4 separate regions of the Oryctolagus cuniculus genome follow, and regions 1, 3 and 4 are each linked to region 2. The links are chromatin contacts, called in public Hi-C and Micro-C maps. All regions are on one chromosome and are shown on one strand. The core of a region is the stretch at or near the end of the contact, and the rest is flanking DNA. Distances in the headings are between cores, read along the strand shown.

The links. Hi-C and Micro-C count contacts between places; a contact is called where the count stands out from the background.
Region 1: a contact with region 2 is called in a Hi-C map of skin fibroblasts, with 6 times the contacts expected there. The contact joins the enhancer-like site here to the promoter of HIF1A in region 2. A contact is called at or near these places in 2 of 6 Hi-C or Micro-C datasets (embryonic fibroblasts and skin fibroblasts).
Region 3: a contact with region 2 is called in a Hi-C map of embryonic fibroblasts, with 3 times the contacts expected there. The contact joins the enhancer-like site here to the promoter of HIF1A in region 2. A contact is called at or near these places in 2 of 6 Hi-C or Micro-C datasets (embryonic fibroblasts and skin fibroblasts).
Region 4: a contact with region 2 is called in a Micro-C map of ear pinna, with 2.6 times the contacts expected there. The contact joins the enhancer-like site here to the promoter of HIF1A in region 2. A contact is called at or near these places in 2 of 6 Hi-C or Micro-C datasets (ear pinna and skin fibroblasts).

The regions. Positions count from the first base shown.
Region 1 is chr20:9,036,904-9,040,075 of mOryCun1.1, reverse strand. The region is part of intron 10 of PRKCH (protein kinase C eta); the gene reads left to right. Among named protein-coding and RNA genes, the nearest start is that of HIF1A, 220 kb to the right of the region's middle. Within about 2 kb of position 1,460, at least 1 of the 8 cell types and tissues checked has an H3K27ac peak or open chromatin away from gene starts, as enhancers often do.
Region 2 is chr20:8,818,161-8,821,777 of mOryCun1.1, reverse strand. HIF1A (hypoxia inducible factor 1 subunit alpha) reads left to right here and starts at 2,220. Exons shown (of 18, transcript NM_001082782.1): 1 at 2,220-2,262. The coding sequence starts at 2,228.
Region 3 is chr20:8,986,323-8,989,918 of mOryCun1.1, reverse strand. No RefSeq gene overlaps it. Among named protein-coding and RNA genes, the nearest start is that of HIF1A, 170 kb to the right of the region's middle. Within about 2 kb of position 1,273, at least 5 of the 8 cell types and tissues checked have an H3K27ac peak or open chromatin away from gene starts, as enhancers often do.
Region 4 is chr20:8,952,977-8,956,129 of mOryCun1.1, reverse strand. It overlaps LOC103351648 (a long non-coding RNA gene), which reads right to left. Exons shown (of 3, transcript XR_519381.4): 3 at 1-3,153. Among named protein-coding and RNA genes, the nearest start is that of HIF1A, 130 kb to the right of the region's middle. Within about 2 kb of position 1,654, at least 5 of the 8 cell types and tissues checked have an H3K27ac peak or open chromatin away from gene starts, as enhancers often do. A contact at or near this core is called in ear pinna, where this site is marked.

The sequences.
Region 1 (3,172 bases), core at 211-2,710, 220 kb before region 2:
TGGCCTTGCCAGGCTGGGTGAATGAAACTGGCATGCACTGTTGGGTTTAGGTCCTAAATAATTCCACAGGAAGCAGGTGGGGGGAACAAAGGCTGGGTGGACAGTTGAGTTGATTTGGTTGCCTTTTGAAATACAGATGGTCTTTTACTTCCTGGAGATGTTGTGTTGTATTTCTGGAGAATTTCATTTCTCTAGAATGGAAATAAAGTTCTCCAGCCCCAGGGGTCTTGTGGGTATCAGCAGGAGTGAGGGACTTCGTTCGTCCTCCTTCGACTTATTCCTCCCGGAAGAATGGGTCATGGGTGGTGAACTGACCAGTGTTTGGTAGTTCAGGGTGAACTGGATGGACCGCAGCTTAAACCAGCTTAAATCTGGTCCCAATCTGGGCCATTGATACCAAACAGAGATCTTAATTCCTCTCTATTCAGAATTTGACCTCAGCAAAGATGGATGAAGCAGACAAAGGTGTTGTCTGCTGGGGTTTAACCAGTTCTGGAGACATCTTGCCCATTGCCCGAAGCACTGGCACCAGGCTCCTGGCCCTGCTACCCAGAGTGCAGAATATAAGCCAGGTGTGTCACTTAACGCTGTCATGGCCTGCTTGCCCCAGACTCAAAACTCACAATAGTGATCTAGAATTTACAAAGTTTGTACTTTTTTTTTAATTAAAGATTTATTTATTTATTTGAAACTCAGAGTTACAGAGAGAGGGAGAGACAGAGATAGAGAGAAAGAGAGATGGATCTTCCATCTGCTGCTTCACTCTCCGGATGGTTGCAGCAGCCAGGGCTGGGCTAGGCAAAGCCAAGAGCTTTCTCCCACGTGGGTGGCAGGGTCCCAAGCACTTGGGCCATCTTCCACTGCTTTTCCCAGGCCATTAGCAGGAAGCTGGATCAGAAGAGGAGCAGCTGGGACTTGACCCAGCGCCCACATGGGAGGCTGGCATTGCAGGCAGTGGCTTAATCCACTGTTGGTACCGACCCTGTTTGTACTCTGGATCAATTTTGACTCTTCATAAAAATCCTAGCACTAAGTCATGGGGTGTCAGCTGGGTTTTTGTTGAAAGGCATCGATAACATTTCACATATTCCAGGCACTAGTCTAAGCAGTTCACTTTAAATGAGTCAGAATTTCTATGAAGCAAGATTGGTTGTTATCTACATTCCTTAATGAGGAAAGAAACACAGCGTGTTTCCGTAAGTTGCCTGAGATCATGCAGCCAATAAAAAGCGGAGCCAAGACTCAGTCCCAGGCAGTCTGGGTCCAGAATTTGTGCCCATAACCTCACACAGACAGACAGCGAAGTGGGTTGAGTTATTTCCCCAGGGGCTCTTGGGAGTGGGGGAAAGACGCAGACTGGAGGAAGCAGACAGGCGCTTTTGCTTCTTAGGAACATAGCCGGGAATTCGCCCTGGGTCTTTCTGTGTTGCACAGAACTGCATTCTTGGCCATGAACCTGGATGTGCTCTGTGTCCAGAACTGGGCACTCTGGATTTGTTACCAGACAAGATCACCACTGTGGGCTGTGGTTTCCTAGGAAATGTAAGCTGTGACCCGTCATTATTGCCGTAAGGAGCCACGTGTCTGTGGGAAGGCCTTTAATTCCATCTATAACGTACCTATGGACATAGGCGCACACTTGCAAAAGTTGGTGGAAGAAGGAACTGCAAAATAAGTTGATTGTGGTGAAAAAGAATTTGGAACCCATGTGTTCAGAGGGTCTTCAAGAAGTTCATGAGAAGTGCCTATCATGGATTTCAAAAGTGTTTGTACCAAAATAAGCTTATCTTTTTAGTCCATTTTTTTCCATAAACTTTTCCAAGTACCTTCTTATTCAAGAATGAATGCCACGGCTGATGGCTCTTCAGACTACGGTCTCTCACCTCGCAACACTGATGTTCTAACGGAGAAACTGAATTAGCTGTTGTTTGTTATCCCAGAGTTTAGGCAAGAGGAACCTTGGTTGTCTCTCAGAAGATCTCTTCGTCAGCTCCCTTGGCTGGCAGGTAGACACATGAGCTGGAGCGTGAACTTTCCCTGGCTTTGTGAATTCTGTGTCCTCCTAGGATCTTAGGAAGTTAACAGTGACTCACACGTGAGGCTTGATGATAGATGCCTCTTGTTAAGGAGAACACCGCAACAAAATTGGAAGCATTGCTCATTTGGCGTAGAAGTGCTCAAATATTTAAAGAATGAACAACTAAATGGTGTTTGGGGGAAGCTCAGCCCTTTAGTTGCAAAACCAAATGCTGGAAAAAAAGAGGGAATGTTCAGGAAGTGTTCTCCCAGAGGGCATTTCCCGAGAGAAAATTCTGTCTTTCGTACATTCTGCTCTGGGGTCTTCAGAGATGTGTGAACACTGAACGGTCCTGTTTAAGTGGCTCAGGGTTGGCCTCGGCTGAGGCCACAGATGACCAGGTGAATAAGATCTGCTGCAGTGGCCACCACGTCCTGGGCCCTCTGATGAGGGTTTGTTAGTGCTGGCAAAGGCTCTGTTCAGCCACAAGCAGCCTGCACAGCCCCTGCGGAAGCTGGTCTGCCCTGAGGCCTTCCCCTCTCCCCTCCCGCCACATCCCACCACAGAAGACCACCTGTGCCGACTGCAGGGGGCTGCGATGGCTGCTGCTTGCTTGTCCCAAGCCAATGGGAAAGTTCTAGTCCCAGCAGAGCAGGTGTTACCGTTGTCTGTCAAACAGTGTCTGCAGGGAGCTGACCTGGGTGCCGCTAGGGCCTCTGCCCCTGTGTTACCCTGAGAGGGGACCAGCCATGGCACACAGGCCCTGTAGCCTTCTTCACTCTGTTGGCGTTAACAGCTGGAGCATCTGGCTTATCTTTCTGAGGACGACAGCCCCAGCCTTGGTCTCCCTGGTATTTCTATCCAGCTGCCAATGGCCAGCATCCACGGGGAGCCTGTGTGCTCCAGGGTTCAGTCGTGTTTCACTCTAGGAACCTGTCTGTTGTATTGGTGCCGTGTGTCCAGCATAAGCCTGGTAGGAGCCTGATGTCCCATCCACAGCGACTCCTGGATGTGATGAAAGTCTTTGCTAAAGAGGAAACCCAGCTCTAGTTCCTCCTCACTGGAAGTCGTTCCTCCGTCATGGTCTTGCCCGTGCCCAGTAAGCACTGAGCCCCTAAGGCGGCCCATCGCACCTCTCCTGTCCCTGACCTATAG
Region 2 (3,617 bases), core at 971-3,470:
TGGCCATAGAGAATTGCTTACAAGTATAGTGAGAAGGGAAATGATTAAAAATCTCTGCAACTACACCCACATATGGAGAGTGGGAAAATCATGAAAAACAGAGAATATATTGGATTTACATGAACATAATTGGCTTTCTTGTATAGCAAAAACTGGCTAAACTCCAGTAGAAGTCCTGGTTATCACTACTATGGGAGGCACAAATTTTGGGGGTAATGATAAGAATAACGGCAACAAGATTATTGCTGATACTAAAAGCTAATCATCAGTCACTATGTACCAGCTACTGGTCACGTATTGTGTCAATAGTCCGGAGTTCTGTGGCATATATGCTATTATAATCCCCATCTTACAATGAGCAAACTGAGGTACAGAGGTTAGCTGATTTGCTAGGCCGTGTCAGAGTCTGTATGCAAACTCACTCTAGATTCTGAGGCCAGCGTTCTCAACACCATATTTTCAGAATGTTAAAACATTTGTAATTTAAGTTATTCTTTCCCTACTTAAAAAAAGAAATCATAAGTAACTATGATTTTTTTTTCCAGGCATACCCCATGGTTGTTCTGGATAACACATAGCATTTAGTGCTGTCAATCTGAAAAAACAAAAATAGCATTAGCATCAATCCTTATGGGTCTACTGACCAGTTCAAGTGGCTTCTCCTAGCAGGGTCAGACGCTGTGTTAGCCGGGCTGGTGATTCACACACTTGAAATCCTCCACAGGCAGATATCCACATCACGCAACAACCAGCGCAGAGTTAGACTGTGACAACCAGGCAAAGGTGCAGTAAAATACCCTGATGTCCACCGGGGAGGGATACGCAGTGGCTCTTTGTGGAGCTCAAAATATGTTTTTTTTTTTTTTAAAGACTTGAGAGGCTTGAAATGTATGGTTCTAAAGACAAAAAAGTGCTTAAGTTTTGTTCCGTAACTCGCAGTCCTGTCAGCAAACAGGCAGTGCTAGCCAGCACCGTCGTGCCCGGTTCCTTCCAACCCGGCGGGCTCTGGCCCATGCCCCGGAGGCAGCCTGGGTTCCGGACTCGGTCTACACCGCGAACGCAACTCAAGGAGACTCTTCTGAATCCACGCAAGATCGTCTTGCAAAAGCGCTAAGAAAGCACAAAGAAAAGTGTGCCTAAAGCCATTTTTCCGACCCTCCCTGAAATGCAGGTTTATATATTCTCGCTTCTGAAAGCCGTTTCTACAGTAACTTCACACCTTCCTTCCTCGGAGAGAGGCGTGCAACAACGGGTCTGTGAGGTTTTCCCTGGCATTAACTTAAACAAGTTCGCGACAGAACGCCTCAGGGGCCCCGCGGGGTCCCCCGTGCCGTGCGGCAGAGCGCGGGCAGCCTGGCAGGAAGGCCGCGCCGCAACGCGTCCGAGCGGGGAGACCCGGGGGGCTCGCGCCCAAGCCGCCAGGGCTGCGCTTTCCCACAGGGAACTCGGCTACGCCGCCTGAGGGGAGCGCGGGAGCGGGAAAACGTGATGCAACCTCGGGCCCGGGCAGCCGCCAACTCCCCTCAGCAGCGCCTCCCGCAAGCCCGCCGCCGCCGTCCCCAGCGGCAGGCGCTGGGTGCCCCCTAGTCCCGGCGCAGACGCACCCCCCAACGCCTTTCTCTCCGCCCCGGCCGCACACAGACGGGCACGTGAGCGCCGCGGCGCGTCCCAGCTGTGCCTCAGCTGAGCGCCTCCGGATTGGCTGAGAGCGACGTGGGCTGGGGTGGGCACTGGCCGCCTGCGTCGCTCGCCATTGGCTCCCGAGCAGCCCGCCTCCCCCTCAGGTGAGGCGGGCCTGCGGGGGCGCGCGCGCGCGCGCTGGGCTCGGCGGGCAGGCGAGGGGCGGGGGCGCGCGCTCCCGCCCCGCCCCTCCCCTCCCCGCGCGGCCGGGCGCGCCTCCGCCCTTGCCCGCCCCCTGCCCGCTGCCTCAGCTCCGCCGAGCGCAGAGCCGCCTCGTCTGAGGGGACGCGAGGACCGTCCTCGCTGCCGAGTGGGCCCAGCGCGTCGGGCCGGGCCGTGACAAGCAGCCTGCGCGGAGGCTCGCGCCGGACTCCGCGCTCGCCGCCCCGCTCTGCTCTGCGAGGAGCTTCCCGCCTCGCACCCCTCCCCCGCCGCCGCCCCCACCCGGACTTGCTCTGCTCTCTCCGCGTGTGCAGGGAGCCGGCGCTTAGGCCGGAGCGAGCCTGGGGGCCGCCGGCCGGGAAGGCATCGCGGAGACCGAATCGCCATGGAGGGCGCCGGCGGCGCGAACGACAAGAAAAAGTAAGCCCCTTCCCCGCCCGCCCGCCCGCCGGGCCGCGGCGCTCCCGGGGTGGGTCGCTGGGCGGGCGGGGGTCGCCCGGCCTTTTTTTTTGTTGTTTCTGCCTCCTCTCCCCTCCCCTCTCTTTCCCCCAACCTCGCCGGCCGGGCTCCCCCGCTGTCCACGTCGCCATCTTGTCGTGGGGGGTGGGAGACGCCTCGAAAGTGCTTCCAGGGGGCCGGGGGTCTGCACGCCGCCGCCGCCGCCGCCCCCAGCCGGGGCTGCGGGGGTCCTCGCGCCGCCCCCCGCGCCCGCCGCGGAGCCCCAGCCTTGCGGCGCGGCCCCGTCCGGAGGGGACTTCGCCCCAGCCTGGAAGCCGAGCCCGCAGCTCGGCGCCGCCGCTCGCACCCGGAGCTTCCGCTCCCTCCCGGTGGCGGGGAAGGCGCGGGCCGGGCGCCCCGCACGCTGGCCGCGGCTCGCCGGCGGGTGCGGGGCCCCGGCGGCCGCGGCTGGGCTGGCCCTTGCGGCGGTCCCGCCGCGGCGGGTGTCGCTGCCTTTGTGCCGTGGTGGGGGGATTGGCCGCGGCGGCCTTCGGATGCTAACTTTTTAGTTTGCACGTGCAGGTTTTGTTTTTCGTTTTGTTGTTTTAATCGGCTGGAAAAACTTGCCCAGACTTGGGAGTCGGAGTAACGGGAATTGGGGGGCACATCGCCAGGCTGTAGCGGGAACTTGGGAAGTGGAGACTTGGGATCCAGGGAGCCCAGACGATGAGCAGGAATCCGTGCCTCATTCATTCCCGAAAATATCTTGGTGAAAATGTAACGGGCGGCTTCGATTTAGGCAGACAGTGTCAGTGAGGTTGAAAAGCGAAGTAGATGACCGGAGCAAACGAAATGCAACACTAAAGTGTTGGAGGATTTTTTTTTTTTCAGAACTGTCTCGTTTTCCTGATATTTTAATATATTTGAAGGAAACCATCAGCACATATCCAGATTGTGTTGGGACTTAAAGCAAGTTTATTGAACAGCGTGAAGTGTAAGAGGGGTACATTATAGAAAGATTAAGAATGGTGGAACCCGTGGTATTTACAGTACCCCCCTCCCTATTTTCTCCACTTTGGTATTTTCACCGTTGAGGAAATTATTTTAAGGAATTGAGGATTTATATAGTAGGAGTAGTAACGTAGGCTGGCTTTACTGTTAAGTCCTTCCACTCTTATGGGAGAGATTAACTTCTCTAATCAGTATGAGCGGAAGATAAACTTGTTTATATCCTTGCTGTTTTGTAGATTCTTTATCTTGGTCCCTATTCAATAGAATGTAAAATTCTCAGTTTATATACACCGGGGAGAGAGCACTTACACAATTTAAAACATGAG
Region 3 (3,596 bases), core at 24-2,523, 170 kb before region 2:
GGTCCCCCGCAGGCTCTGCTGAACAAGCTATCGTCATTGGAGGGGGGTGGGAGCATTTGAAACGTCTGTGAGCCTTAGTTTTCTCATCTGTAAAATGGAGCTAATAACAGAAATGTCAGCTACGTCAGAGGGTGGCGTGAGGATGGGATGCAATCTTAAATGAAACTCCTTCCCTCGGGGCAGGTGCAGACAACTCGCTCTGGAGGCAGGAAAACAGAACACTCCTGAATCCCAGATTTTTTAAAAATGATAATAATAACGCCCATCTCCTAAGACTGTGGCAAGAATAAAAAGAGGTACCTTGTGCATTCCTAACTCTCAATGCAAATAACAGTCTTATTTAACCTGAAGACTTAATTTTGTTTATTTATTTGAAAGGCAGAGCTACAGAGAGGCAGAGGCAGAGAGACACAGAGAGGTCCACTGATTCACTCCCTAAATGGCCCCAAAGGCCAGAGCTGAGCTGATCCAAAGCCAGGATCCAGGAGCCTCTTCCAGGTCTCCCACACAGGTGTAGGGGCCCAAGGACATGGGCCATCTTCCACTGCTTTCCCAGGCCATAGCAGGGAGCTGGATCAGAAGTGGAGCAGCCGGGACTTGAACCAGCGACTAAATGTGATGCTGGCACTGCAAGTGGTGGCTTTACCTGCTACACCACAGTGCTGGCCCAGGACTTAGTTTTACAAGTAGGGACCACATAGCTGGGATTGACCCCATAGCCTATATCAGTCAAGCCAAAAGGGAGGGCAATGACTCATTTTCAGGCTCATTCTAGAAGAGGGTGGGCTCCAGTTACGCCTCCTGTTTTATTCCTGACACCCCACCCTCCTTAGCGCTCCCTTTGCCAGGAAGGAATGAGGAGAAGGGAACAGAGGGTCTATGTCATGTATGTTTCCCACCATACTCTGTCTGAGAAGCAGAGGGTGAGTGATCACCATCTCTCCTCGCCCCTCTCTGCACAGTCCCTGCTACCCCATGCGGGTTTCCATTCTGCAAAGCGGCAGAGAGAGAGAGAAGCAGACACTGTGGTCCAGCAGAGGCACTTCCAATCCAGAGCCCTGCTTCAGAAATTAAAAAAAAAAAAAAAAACAACAACAAACCAACAAACCCAAGACTGATTCAGTGTGAGGCATGCTCTCAGCCCGGGCTGCACAGGGCAGACCAGAAAAAGCGTCTTTGTGAATTGCAGGATGTTGGGACACCGTTCTCAGCTGACTGTCCCCAAAGGGGAATCCAGCCAGGCTGGTGCTTCCTGGCTGACGTGGAGTCCCACGCCGGCTTCCACATGACTCCACGGCCAGCCAGGAAAGCGCGTGGCCCGGCTAAGGAAGTGCAGAGGCTCTGGGGTGACTGTACGCCTGGTCCCCAGGGGCTCTCAAGGCCTGCTGGAAACCTTGCGTCTGGAGCCGTGCGCCTGACTGCCCAGGAATGCGTGGTTTGGGTAACTTTCTGGTTGCACTTACAGGAAGGTCTGGTGGGGGGAGAGCAGGAATGTGGCAACAGCCCTGGATCACCTTGGAAAAGTACGGCTCACCCGCCAGCCCGGCACGGCAGTTCCAGGAAGCAGCTGGGGGTGAGTCAGCTGCCTCCTCTGGCCTTGTGGCTTTGGGAAGCTCGTCCAGAGCCTCTCCCACCTCCTCTCCAAGGAGGGAAACACCCATCAGCCACTCTCAGATGTTTCTGGAAGGGACTTGGGGAGTAGGAGGGACCCCATAGTGGATTCTCCATCCCACCCCCAAGCAGGGGTACAGAAAAAGGGAGGAGACAAGAGGACTCCCCCAGGTCTCTTTGTAAATATTTTTAGTCTTAAAAAATTTATTTATTTGAAAGGTTCAATTACAGAGAGGAGAGGCAGAGACAGAGACAGAGACAGAGAGACAGAGAGAGATCTTCCCTTCACTGGTTTACTCTCCAAACGTCCGAAACCTCCCCAGCTGAAACCAGGAGTCTGGGACACCATCTGGGTTTCCCATGTAGGTGGCAGCGGCCCAAGCCCTTGGACCATCTTCCACTTTTTTCCCAGGCACATTAACAGGGAGCTGGATCGGAAGCAGAGCAGCCAGGACTGGAACTAGCGCCTACAGGGGATGCTGGCATCACAGGGTGGGGGCTTAACCCTCCACGCCACAATATTTTCATGCCAGCCCCATAGTTTCAGGCTTTTGATACAGAACATCAGGCACACAAAAGTCTGGAATTTAGAGCAGGAAAACTAGGCAGAGAGTTCTCCATGCTGGATGGCATGATCCACTCCACAATGGGATGTCAGTATTTTACCTGCAGAGCCTGCCGGGGCAGAGAAGCCCACGGAAAGCTGTGGTCAGGGCCGCGGGCACTTACGGTCAAGGTACTGCCTCAGTGGGCCACTTAGCAGCTGGAAGAGTCTTGGGGAAAAGCAGCAAGGCCGTAGCTTAGGCTGCCCTCTTGGCCCTCCGGGCCCCAAGCCTAGGAATAGAGTTCAAGTTCCCGCTTTTGCCTTCCACGGGCCAATCTCTGGCCAACCCCCTGAACTTGTCACTGCCCCCAGGGGGGCTTCGGGGCACTGGACATTAGCATGTGTGCCTTGATGTCCCCACAGCAAAATGGCATTGAACTGTGAACAGATTTGGAGAAGTGGATCATTTCAGATTGGGTGCTAGATAGGAGAGAGAGGGAGAGAGAGAGCACTGAATTTCTTCTCTCTCTCTCTGGCTCACTTTCATGCTGTTACCTCCGTGACCCACATGCAGCTCTGATGATGGTGAAAGCGAGCTCATGTTCACTGATGATTCAGAACTGCAGTCTTGAAAGATGAGCTGAGTCAGTGCGTCCGCGCTGTGGTTTCTGATCCTTCCTCCCCCATGCCATTGTCATGGGCACACTCCCTCACCTTGCCCTGGGTGTCAGGGTCTGAAGTGTCCTGGCCTGCGGGAGTGCACAAAGGAGGCACCAGAGAGAAGCGAGGGAAATCCACATGGCCACTCTCCAAGACCCTACACCTCCAAGGCTGTTAAGCCCCATGGGAGACAGCCCTGCAGCCTGCTAGGATCTGAACAGGGTGGCAGCGACCATAAGCATGGGGAGAGGGAGCACTGTGGGCTCTAAGACCCCCTACAGGTGGCAGGTGTGGCCTCACCTGTGGCTCAGAGCCCCCCTGGCAGAGAAGGGAATTTCCACGCTGCTATGAAATGTGGGTAGCAGGGAGAGGGGCTCTCCTTGCAGTTCATTTCCAGCCCTAAAGAGCAACGTCACCCCGGACCCGACCCTGGCTGTCCGCCCTTGCTCAGCTCCCAATCTTTCCCAGGTGCTTTCCGGTCCAGTCCAGTCCAGTCCAGCAGTTCTCAACAGGCACACTGGGAGACTGGTCAGAAATCCAGGCTCCCAGGCCCTACACCAGGACAGCCAATCCGTGATGTGCGCTAACCCCTCCAGCCCTCCGGGGGATTCCAGTGCAAAGCCAACTTTGAGAACCTGGCTCCATCTCTCTTCCCAGTTGGGTTGCAGGCTCGGTGAGGACACCGGGCTGGGGGTGGGAGACAGCTCTTTGCAGCAACTGTACCAGGCAAGTAGAGCAGAAATTTAAAGAGGCACCTGGTAACAACCCTATCTCTGGCCCA
Region 4 (3,153 bases), core at 405-2,904, 130 kb before region 2:
GGCAGAAACAGAGATAAAGAGATCTTCCATCTGCTGCCTCACTCCCTAATGGCCAAAAAGGCTGGGGCTGAGTCAGGCTGAAATTAGGAGCCTGGAACTGCATCTGGGCTTCTCATATGGGTGGAAAGTGCCAGGTACTTGGGCCATCTTTTGCTGCTTTCCCGGGGCATTAACAGGGAGCTGTATCAGAAGCCGAGGAACTGGGACTCCAACCGGCACCGCAATGTGGGATGCTGGCTTCACCGGAAGTGGCTTAACCCACTAGGCCACAATGTCAGCCCCCCAAATAAATTTAGTTTTAATTCTATTTTACATGAATTTTTTGAAGTATTCTAATATAGTGAACAGACTAAACCAAAATGAATTAGATTGTAATTTTCCCCTGTAATTAGTGCAGACTAGAAAAGACAAAATTAATATTGAGTATTGGCATTCAGTTGGATTCATCCCTTCAATTTGCCACCAACCCTTGTTCATTTAAAGCAGTGTTTCTCCATCAAGCTACACATTAGAATCATCTGAGGAGCTTTGAAAATTGCCTATACCTCTTCCCCAACCAAGAAACTTAGAATTGAGGGGATTTTCAGAACAGAAAGACAAGGGCCCAAAAGGTGGAGCAGGTGTCAAGGGCACAAGATTTAAGAAGGCGCTCACTCTCAGAATTCAACTCTGCGCCTGCACGGCCCTAAGAGGGTGCGCCTCTTTAAATCTGTGTACCTGCCTGGCTTCACCCTACTTGGGTCTGTTAGAAGACCCAGGATGGTGGCTGGTGCCATGGTGTAGTGGGTTAAGCCTCCTCCTGCGGTGCCGGCATCCTAATCCCATTTGGGTGCCAGCTGGAATTCCAGCTGCTCCACTTCCAATCCAGCTCCCTGCTATGGCCTGAGAAAGCAGAGCAGATGCTCCAAGTGCTTGGGTCCCTGCACCCGTGTGGGAGACCCGGAGGAAACTCCTGGCTCCTAGCTTCAGATCGGCCCAGCTCTGGCTGTTGCCACCATTCAGGGAGTGCATCAGCAGATAGATCTCTGCCTCTCTAATAAATCTTATTTAAAAAAAAAAAAAAAAAAAAAGGAAAGAAAGAACAAAGAAGACCCAGGTTGGTTCAGGTTGTGAAGGAGAACTTGCAGGGGACTCCTGAGCAGCCTTGGGTCCCTGCCGTATTTTTCCTTTAGAAGGAAATGTCAACTTGTCCCAGCAGTGAACATGAACTCCGGCCCATAGGCGCGAGTCAGGACGGGCTTTCCCAGGCCAGGCTTTGCTGAAATGTCAACTCGCAGCAGGCTCCGGTTTCCTGCAGACGGCCTCTCGTAAACATTCAAAAAGGCTTGGGAACCAGTTTTCTCAGTGAGGCTGGTGACGTTTGAGTAGCTCCTAATCCCTGGCCTCCTATAGGTTCTGTTTCCCACTCATGCATGGGTTTACATTTCAGCCAAACGCAAGGAGAGTGTTAGGTTTCCCTCGTTTGTGGGTTCTCACCCTCGCTCCTCCTCCCCCTTCTCTGATTTCTGCCCTTTCTTGTCAATGTTTTCCGTCCCCTCGCTGGCATCCTGGTCAGACAGGCACATCATTAATTCCTGTCCCTTGGGACAGCTTGCCCGGCAGCGGCCAAGGCCAGCCCTGGGAGGCAACTCCAAGAGCCCAGCCGTGGCTTCCTTCCCTGGCCTCGGAGTTCCGTGATGTCATTAGCATTCTGCCCTGGCTGCGTCCCAGATCGCTGCCTGTATTAAAATGCTCGGGAGAGAAACTCTGTACTTTTCCAGTGCTGGGAAAAGCATGGCAGGGTTGGTGGGAGCGCCTCGCGCAGCTGGAATCGACTACTTTCTATTGTGATAACTGTGCAGAGGAAGATTTGGAAGAGAAAATCCAAGGGAAGGGTCTGTTCAGGCAGCGTGTGTGGCAAGTTCCTGGTAATAGGATCGTGGGGTTGTTGGGGTGTCTCTCACACGGCTACACAGTCCCTGTTTAGTTCCATATAAATGGGATTTTTAAAAAGTGAAGTCATTGTAAGTGCACAGACTGCTACATAAAGGCGGCCTGGGGTGAGTCACTTGGTGCGGGAACTATCTTGGTGCAGTGCACAGCAGCCTTTCCCATGCCAACTCTGGTCTTTGCTATAAGGCAGAGGTTGTCACGGGCTGCTGCCTCTCCTAACGGCCGCAGCTGTCCTCACGCTCCCAAACCCGCCTGTGCGTGATGTTTTCCCAGGCACCTGCCTGGTGCCGTGGGGATTTTCAACCCAGAAAAGCATCCCCTTGGGTGTCCCTACCTGACTCCTCCCAGCCCACCTCTACAGGGGCATGAGTGGACACGAGTGGACAGCGGAAGAGAGTGCAGACTGCCGAGGGCAGCGCGGCCGGCATGGTGGTGTGGCGGTTAGAAGCATGTGCTCTGTGGCTCTGCTGGGTGATTCCTGAAGCCTCAGTATCCTCATCTGTAGAACGGGGTGATGACAATAGCACCAACTTTAGGGTTATTGTGACGGCTAAGAGAGGATGAGCAACGGGCACATAATAATTACTGGAAAAGCATTAGCCATCTTTAAAAAATTGTTTATTTTACAAGTTATTTGAAACGCAAAGAGACAGAGACAGACAAGATCTTCCCTCTGCTGGTTCACTCCCTAATGCCCACAAGTGCTGAGGCTGAGCCAGGCTGATGCCAGGAGCCAGGAGCTCAACCTGCGTCTAGCACGTGGGAGAGATGTGTGCCATCACTGTTCCTTCCCAGGGTGCACTTGGGCAGGGAGCTGGAATCAGATGTGGAGCTGGGACTCGAACCCAGGCACTCTGGTATTGGATGTCCCAAGGCATCGATACCACTGCAGCACACACCTGTGCATTGCTAGCTGTTGTGAACTGGCCTGGGCTAGTTAGGCTATAGCACAAACATATAGTCCCAGTTCCTCTCTGTTAGGCTATAGCACAAACAGGAAGACCCAGGGTGCTAACCTCCACCGAAAGCTGATGGTCTCTAACCTTATTCCCACTTCCCAGGGAAGGAACAAGAACCCAGAAAGGTGAAGCAATTTTCCTGCAGTCACACAACAGATAAGGGACAAGGCAGACATCTGAAGCTTGTCCTGTCTGCTCTCTCCTGCTGTGTCCTGGGCCAGAGCAAACTACAGCCGGAAGGAGACTCGTCACAGGTCAGTAG